Linked DNA regions of Rattus norvegicus: region 2 is linked to region 1. The links are chromatin contacts, called in public Hi-C maps. All regions are on one chromosome and are shown on one strand. Each heading gives the region's core, a stretch centred on a gene start, on an enhancer-like site or on the middle of the called end of the contact. The rest is flanking DNA. Distances are from core to core; before and after follow the strand shown. Region 1 holds the start of Slc44a1 (solute carrier family 44 member 1). Region 2 overlaps Slc44a1 (solute carrier family 44 member 1).

Region 1 (4,253 bases), core at 1,311-3,810:
AGGTACAGAATATCAATTTAGGAGCCCTAGTTTCTCTCCTGCTAATGAAGGGGTATAAATTTACACCATCACATTCATATTCGTACATAATTAGTGTGTTTACGGAAACACTTTGCAGAACCTCAGAAGGCCTGGTTCTACTACTTAAAGGGAAACCTCCAGTGAGGAGCAAACACAATGGAATATACTTGGATTGGGCTATTCATCCATCATCCATGGCAGGAGAGAGATACCCCAAACAGACAAACACCCCATGGTTTTATGATGCACTGAGAAGGCCAGCTACAGATGAGAAAATAAGTACTAGCTACTACATGGAACCACTGTGCTAGCCAGAGAGATTTTTATAATCTGAGAAAAAAGCTCCCATCTTGACTTGCTAAGAGAGACAACTCATCTTTCCTTGATTATATAGAAGGAAGACAGATGGCTTCTTGTTTAAGACTGTAATTTCAGCATCCTCCCTCAGTTAAAAACAAGATGTCCTTTTCTGGCTTTGAGGGAAAATCTCAAGGGAGGGATTTTTATTCCTGGCTATATTGAATAATTCAACAAACATCCCAGAGAGCACAGGGAGATACAAAGAAGAAAATACTTGCCCTTGTTCTCAGGGAGTTTACAATCTTGCTGTGGAGTTTATGAACAGAATTGGGACCCACAGCAATTAGTGCTTTATTTCTTCACTTCTAGCTAATGACCCAACGGTTAGCCATAGGGAAGCCTTAGAAGTCACTCATCCTGGGCCTAGGAGAGAGCCTCAGGTCAAAGTGAGGAAAAGTCAAGAAACTAAAGTAGTTGCTGAGTGCTTCGTCACTGACCTATCTGCTGCTTACCCACATTATTTAATCTTACCAACATTTTCACAGTCATCCCTGCTATCAGGGCCTCAGAGAGGAACATGAGGTTTGGAGGAACCAGTCATCCATACCCACAGACCCAGGAAACGGTAATGCAAAACACCAACTACGGAATTCTCTTTAGTATTTTGGGAGTGGGGGTGGGGAGGGGGTGTATGTCTCCATTCCATTCCCCTCCCACCCAACCCTACTCCCTGGCCCCCAACCCCACGTTTAGATTTCTCTTTTCTATGCCCATAGAGTCAACTTCCCCTTTGCGATTGAGTCACCTTGAAACCTGTCTTTTAGTCAGCACTTCTGGAGCCTCACTCTGGTATCCTTGCAAACAACCTTTTGCTTCCAGTCTTTGCAACACTTTGACAACATGAAGCGAGTTGCGAAGGCTTATATGAGTGTTGGATACATGCGCGTTTCTGTGACAGTTGACCGTGACCTTGTTTATTCTCTCCATTTTTAAACTGCTCTAGCTTCACACTGTTTCTAAAGACTTTCTGGCTTTGGAAATTTCTTAAAGGTTGTGAATGTCTATTCTAACTTGTTGCTACCCTAGCGAATATTAATACAGGTTTAGTTTTTTAGTAAGAGAGTAGCAACTTTGCCTATTTATCGCCTGTTTAATTTTAGCGCCAATAAATCTCTGGACTGTAATATAGTGAGTGCCTCGGTAAATATTTTAAATAGGAATTGATGCGTATGCGTGTGTGTGTGTGTGTGTGTGTGTGTGTGTGTGTGTGTGTGTGTCTGAGTGCTGCCATGTGTAAGAAAGTTTAGTCAAGATCCAACATGGTTTTTACTTGAGGGCCTGGAGTACTACCTTCCCCTCCCATTTCTGGCTCTTTTACTACATTTTTCAGTTGGGTGCTCTCACTGTCGGCCTCCTTCAAGGGTTAGTGTCCACATCAGCAAAATGGGAACAGGAGCAACAGATGATTTCTTTTTTCTCTTCATCTTCCATCACCCATTCCTTCTCCATGGGAGGTTTTGCGTGTACGCTCTTCTGGGTAATATAAGCAGCTTCCAGAGCCCTAAAAAGCTTCGGGTCAGTGACCTCGGTGGCGCGCCCACCCGGGAGAAGGAGCGACCCCCGATGAGCTCCCCGTGCCTCGCGCGTCCGGAAGCAAGTCGGCTGCATTTCGGCTGTGAGCCGGCCGGGTCCACGGGAGCTTCGGCCTCAGACGCCCTCTCGCCCCGAGGCAGAGCGCGGCCTCGGTGCCACCGCGAAATGGGCCCGGCGCCGCGCAGGCTCCGGCGCGCGCCCAAGGGCCCGGCCTCGTTCTGGCTGCCGTCGCCCCGCCGTCCGCGCGGCGCGGCGCTGCACTGGGGGCGGGGAGTCTGATGGGAGACGCGCGCGGCGCCGAGGAGGAGGCGGCTGCAGTCCGGGAGAGGGAGCGGGAGAGGGACTGGGAGCGGGTGGTGGGAGGCGGGGGCCAGGGGGAGGTGCCGCCGCCGCCGCCCGCCCCTTTCTGCTGGGGAGCAGCTGCAGCAGCAGGAGCGGAGCCGGAGCCGCGCAGCCGCCGCCGCCGGGGGATGTGGCCGGCGCCTGCCCCGAACCGCGCCGCCTCCTGAGTTCTTGCCGCCGTCGCCGTCGCTGCCGTCGCCGCCGAGTCGTGCGGGGCCAGGCCGCGCCCTCCCCGGGCGCCCGCCGGCTCGCATGCCGAGGGGCTCCGGGGCGTAGCTGCGCGCCCGGCGCCGCCTCCGGGCTCCTCCGGCCCCGCCATGGGCTGCTGCAGCTCCGCCTCCGCCGCGCAGGTGAGGGGCTCCCGCCTCCCGGCCGCCCGCCCGGATGCCACCCCGCGCTGTGAGCGCCTGCGGAGCCGTGCCCTCCGCGCCCCTGTGGCGCCCTGCGCCCCTCTGGTCCCCGCCGACCCCTGCGTCCCGTGTCTGGCCCCCAATGCCCGCTGCGCTCCCTCCCCCGCTTTCTCACCTGAGCGGCCCGTCCCGCCCGTCTGCAGGTAGAGGCGCCCCGGGCGCCCGCTCTGCCCGGGGAGGCATACCCTTCCTTTGCCTTCGGGCCCGCCTGCCTGCTCTCCACCTCCGCCGATCGCCCCGCCACCCACAGACTGTTTTCCGTGTCCCCAGAAGGTGCACCCCAGCTTGGGCTCTTCACCTCTCTTCCACCTTATTCCAGTTTCGGCTCCATTTAATAAGCTGCCCATTTCCCCTGGCCTGCGGTCCCCTTGGCTGGGATCAGGTGCTTCAGTGGGCCCCCGTGCCCTTCCAGGGCCCATTTCACAGATCCCACCCGCTCTTTCCCTATCCCATCCCCCCCTCTGTGCCTTGACCCCGGGCACCGCGGCCTCTCGGCGCACCGAGGCCCCTGCGGGAGCGCGGGGACTGGTCTGGGAAGGAGATTGGGCACCTGGTGGGTGACGGGAGCGTTACGGAAACTCCCTCTTTGTTGCCAGTGTAACAGGAGGAAGAGGTGCCGAATTTAGTTTTTCTGTGGGCACTGGCTGGATGTTGTCGCTGAGGGCTGAGATGCAGAGATTTCTCTCAGCTGCCACCCTGCCCCCATCCAAATTTCGCTAGCCGCCTTCTCTTTCCGATCAGAGCCTTTAACCTGGGTGGAAATGTTTGGACAACTGTGTAAGGATCAGATGTAATAGAACTTGACTGCTGGCCACTAATAACTGAGAGGACCTGTTTGTAAATTACCTAATTTAGTGGATTAGTGAGTGTATTTACAAATACGATAAAAAGCAATCAGGAATACTGCATCAAACTGTCTGGTGGTGGTGTATGAAAAATAGGCTCTGACAACGCCTGGGATGTTTCTCCACAGTTTCATTAGCGTAGAATTTAACAGTAGTCTGTGATTTGTTTGTTTGGCGGCGGTGGTGGTGGGGAGAAGTATGCGCTTGCTTCTAGAAATAAAGGCTTGTTGGTTCTTGGCGAAGGAAAATGCTAGTTTTGGGGGAAAAAATTCCTCTAGAGATGTAGCATCTGTGACACAGAAGTGTTTGGTGCTAAGTGACTATATATAACTCAGTTTTAAATAACCTGCATACTTGTTCTGAAAAATCTGAGATCTGTCACAGAAACAACCAGAATTGAAGACGAGTGGAGGACGTTTATGGCTTATTGGGCATGGATCCTCTTCAGTTCTTAGGCTGACTGGTTTAGTTAGTTAAACCGTATTCAGTTAGGATAGCAAAGAAACCATGTGGCTGGTGTTAAGGAAGGCTGGATCAGGGCTTTCGTATTAGCATATAGAGGTGTAGACAAACACATACCTTTCAACTGGTTGCCGATTTAGGGCAAGGGGGTGCATCCATTAATAGTTGGGCATTGCTCGCTTAATCGTTGTTTACATAGAGTTCCCAGCATAAAGTGCCTTTCACATTACAATTCTTTTCAGAATTGGGTTACTGTGCAGTTGCTCACTTGGTGGGGAAA
Region 2 (4,253 bases), core at 628-3,127, 44 kb after region 1:
TCTGATTCCTTAGATCTGCGCTTCAATTTCTTTTATTATTTTCGGAAACTTTTCGGTTACTATATCTTCTCATATTTTCTCTGTTTCCTCCCATCCTCCTTTTGGTTCCTGCTTGTGTATGTTAGATCATGTCATCTTTGTCATACCCTTTCAATAGGGTGCTTCTGGTTCTAAGCTGGAATTCCTTCCTGTGTGTGTTGGGTACCTTGACGTTGCTCATTGCTTCCTTGGCCATGTTTACTTACGGACACACCTGGCTGTGCTTATTTTAGATTTTTTTTTTAAGCGTCCAGCATTTCCTGGAGAATTTCTTCATATTGTTATCTCTCTGCTAGAGTTTGAGAACTCAGGTTTCAGCAAAGCTTCCCCTCAGCCTTCATTTCTTTTCCCAAATAATAGAAAAGGGGAGACTGTACAATACCGACGGGGATGTTTTGAGGATTGAAAGAGTTTGTGGGTACAGTAGGAGTCTGCCGAGACCTTTCCTCTTTCCCTCCCGGTCTCAGTCACTCATTAAAGGCCGACTCCGCATGGGTACTTGGTTCTATTTAGTTCCCAAACGGTAAGATTTTTGTGAGAGGAGAAAGACCTAACATTTATCGACAGTCTATATTAATCTTCTGTAGAATCTGATGAAAGAATAAAACTCACGTTTTAAAAGTGCGCCCGCAGCACATTTTCTGGGTCTGTATGAGATGTTAATTGGAAGAAACAGATAGCATTAAATCCAGTTGTCACTTGGTTACATCTGTTTAAAAAATCATTAAAAATTTTCAACTCTTGGGCTTCTTGGCTCGCTTGAGAAATTTCATGGCTCATAATATGCCTCACTCAGTTTCTCTGCACTTAGAGGATGTTAACGTTATCTGCCTGGTTTCTGAGTGTTTGCCATGTGAAGAATTGCTAATGCTACTTACTGACTGCTAATAGGAGGATTTAGCAGTCTTATTGGAGTTGACTTTGGAGTTGTGGACTGGGAATTGAAATCCTGGCCTCACAACTCTGAACAAGCAACCTTGGGCGGCTTATTTAATTCCGGAGCCCGAGTTTGTTCGTCTTCGGAGCAAGGATGGTACCTGCATCAGCAAGACAAGTGTGTGTAAAGGATAGGAATTCCTGCTTAATGAGAGACCCATCACTGAGAGCATTAGAAACGACAGCCAGAGCGAAATATGCTGCCATTAGACCAATATTTTGATATAACTAAAGGGGAAAGAGAGTTTAATATTCTTACACCTTTTATAGAAAAAAAGGTCACATTATAAACAAAGACTTTAACAATCAGGAGGGTGTTAAACTGAAAAGCGAATATTGATGTGTAATAAAAATAACCCAGTGCTTTTGAGTGACAGATGCTGCCATGAAGGCTGCTATCTTCTTCTGGGATGTCTTCTTTGTCACAGTGTGTGTGTATGACCCAGCTGCCCTTTTTTGTTTCCACTCTCCCTGGATTGTGTCACCAGTTTTTTTCTTTGTAACTCCCATCCTTCCTTCTTCTGTTAAGTGCAGACTTGTTATGTGTTTGGCACAGCAGTGGCTCTCAACCACTGGCACTGTTGCAGTGCTGAGTCTTTGTATGTGTCTTGTCGTAGTGAAGCTTTTGTGTTCTAGATGGAAACTTTAGCAGTAACCACTGGAATGTTGCTCTGAAATGCTTGCAGATGAAGCAGCTACATCAGTCTGAGGCTCTGACCCTCCTCTGCTCTGTGTTTAAGACAAACAAATAATAGTGTTTTCCAGTAGAGCTCCTGCTTTGTAAATTACTATGGAGTAAATATAATGAATTTCAGAGGTCTCCAAATTCTGTGTCCATGAGGAATTTTCCTGTGGGTGGCACCATTCAAGACTGAAGTTATTTAATACAAAGAAACATTCTTTAGTCACACAGTGAGCAAGTGTCTTCCCAAGAACAGACCACAGTTCAGGCATCTGACAACATAAGAAGAACATTGTTACTTTAGTTGCTTTTCTTGTGGTCCTAAAAGTTTGAGCAAACGTACAACCACGATCTTAGATTTGTATAGTTGGAGGTAACCTAAGAGATCCAGTTCCTCTCTTTCCCTGCCATTTATCTGAATCAACTAGTTAATGACAGAGTCTGCGGAGAGAAATCTCCATCTGCAAATGTCACAACGCTGCACTGCTCTGGAGGAAACTGCCTACTCATCTTGGGTCCCACCCTAGTTAGAGTCCTTGGGTGAGGGTTTTTTTACCGTGACTAACTAGTGTTCTTTTGTTTTCTGGCGTGGGTGTCTGAGAACAAGCTAACAGTATTTTTGTTGTAACAGTTGAACAGTGTAAGGCATAAGGAGATATTTGTCTTTAGTGCTTTAGGAGTCAGAAAGAAACGGTTGTAGCTCAGGTTCCCTGCCGTCCTTGTTTCGGGCAGTTATTATTATTTATGTAGTTGTATATGGCATAATGTGTGTGGTGTTTGTGTGCATGTGAAGGTCAGCAAGTAACATCTGGTGTCTTCCTTAATCACTCTTGACAATAGACACACACACACATACACACACACACACACACACACACACACACACTCCTTCCTTTTATGTGCACATGCTACATACAGTATGCATTAGAGGTCTGAGAACAACTTGAGGGACTCAGTTCTCTTCTCACATGAGGATCCTGGGGGTTGAATTGAGTTCTGCATATGTTGTACCAGGAGCCTTTGTCCATGGGCCCACCATCTTCTTTTTGGAGAGATAGTCTCACACTGAATCTGAAACTCCCCAATTCAACAAGGCTTGCTGGGCAAGTGCCACAGATCCTCTTGTCTTGGTCTGTCTGCCCCCACTAGGGTTACAGATGCACCCCAGCACACCCGGCTTTTTTACACCTGTGCTCACAATCAAACTCAGGTCCTCACGTTTGCACACAACACTTCACCAAATGACCCTTCTTCCCATCTCAGAGGCGGCTACTTTCTTTAAAAGATTTGTTCATTTTATGTATGTGAGTACCTGCATGTATGTATGTGTGCTACGTGCCCATGGAAGTCAGAAGAAGGCGTTGCCTGCTTTGGAACTAGAGTTACGGATGGTTGTGAGCGACCACATGGGTGCTGGGAATTGAACTCAGGTCCTTGTAGGCAGCTATTTTAATGTTGAGCTTTTTAACCCTGAACTCTGAATTCTTAATAAAATCATGTAAGTACATGTGTATATTTTAAGCGGAGAATCTGGAGTGTTCATCTAAGGATATTTCGTTCAAAGCTGTTGTTTAGATGGGGGACTAAGCTTGTTATAATCTTAGTCCTATTACACCAGAGCACTCACCTGTCTCCATTGCCTTCTGCTAGCTCCTTCCTGCTGACTGCTCTTCCAGGGTTGCTCATGTGGAACCACTTAACGCCTCCACGTCTTCATGTACTTCTTATTGGGAGCTCCCCCGCCCCTCTTTTGAGATTACAATATAACCTTTTCCCTTTTGTCTCTACAAACCCTCCCATACACCCATCCTTGTCGTTCTTCAAGTTCACGTTCTACTCTTGCCCAGTAGTTACTGTTGCATGCTTATGTACATCCATGCATTGCTAAGTATGCCCTACTTAGTCCACATACTGTCGCTTGCATGTATGTTTTCAAGGATGACGGTTGGCCCAGCACAGTCGATTGGTGTGCTCTCTCCTGGGGGAGACCATCCCTCCTGCTCCCAGCTTTCCACAGTTGCCTATAGTTCCTGTATGAGGCCTCCTGGCTTTTTGGAGGCTGCCTTCTCCATCTCTCCCCTGCTCCATTTTCAGGACAGGGTATGAGATTTAGGGATGTTTGCTCCTTGCAGAGTGATTGTTAGTTCCCCTGCAGTTTGATTGAAAAGGATGTGAGAGCTGACCTAAAACTGATGCACTAAGAAAAAAAAATTGAATTGGAATTCCAGTCAATACTTTGCACATTAACTTTGAGAATATCTCTACTTCTCTACTAGGAACCTTTCTGTTTGAACTAGAAACATTTGCATTTTCTAGGAACACAGTGAAAAAATCCAAGGAGGGTGGTTTAGGAGTTGCTCAGGTCTGTCCAGAAAATAAAAGAATATTTCCTTCTTAAGTTGTATTTAACTTAGACAAATCTACCTCTTATGAAGAGTTTATTTGATGGGCTTCCTTCCCAAAAGAGAACACAGAGAAGGCATGTCCTTGTGTGTTCGTCTGGCTGCCTAGCATCTGGACACACAAAAGCAAAGCTCACACAAATGGGAGAGCGTGTTCATTTGGTTTTTCATTTCAGGAAGCCCCCATTGAGAAC

The links. A called contact is a pair of places that touch in the nucleus more often than the background predicts.
Region 2: a Hi-C map of Schwann cells shows a contact between it and region 1, with 3 times the contacts expected there. The contact joins the enhancer-like site here to the promoter of Slc44a1 in region 1. A contact is called at or near these places in 2 of 12 Hi-C or Micro-C datasets (Schwann cells and frontal cortex) and 1 of 1 datasets of contacts at active chromatin or transcription factors (oligodendrocytes).

Annotation. Positions count from the first base shown.
Region 1 is chr5:72,856,440-72,860,692 of GRCr8, forward strand. Slc44a1 (solute carrier family 44 member 1) reads left to right here and starts at 2,561. Exons shown (of 16, transcript NM_001033852.1): 1 at 2,561-2,606. The coding sequence starts at 2,574.
Region 2 is chr5:72,900,649-72,904,901 of GRCr8, forward strand. The region is part of intron 1 of Slc44a1 (solute carrier family 44 member 1); the gene reads left to right. Among named protein-coding and RNA genes, the nearest start is that of Slc44a1, 44 kb to the left of the region's middle. Within about 2 kb of position 1,878, at least 35 of the 93 cell types and tissues checked have an H3K27ac peak or open chromatin away from gene starts, as enhancers often do. A contact at or near this core is called in Schwann cells, where this site is marked.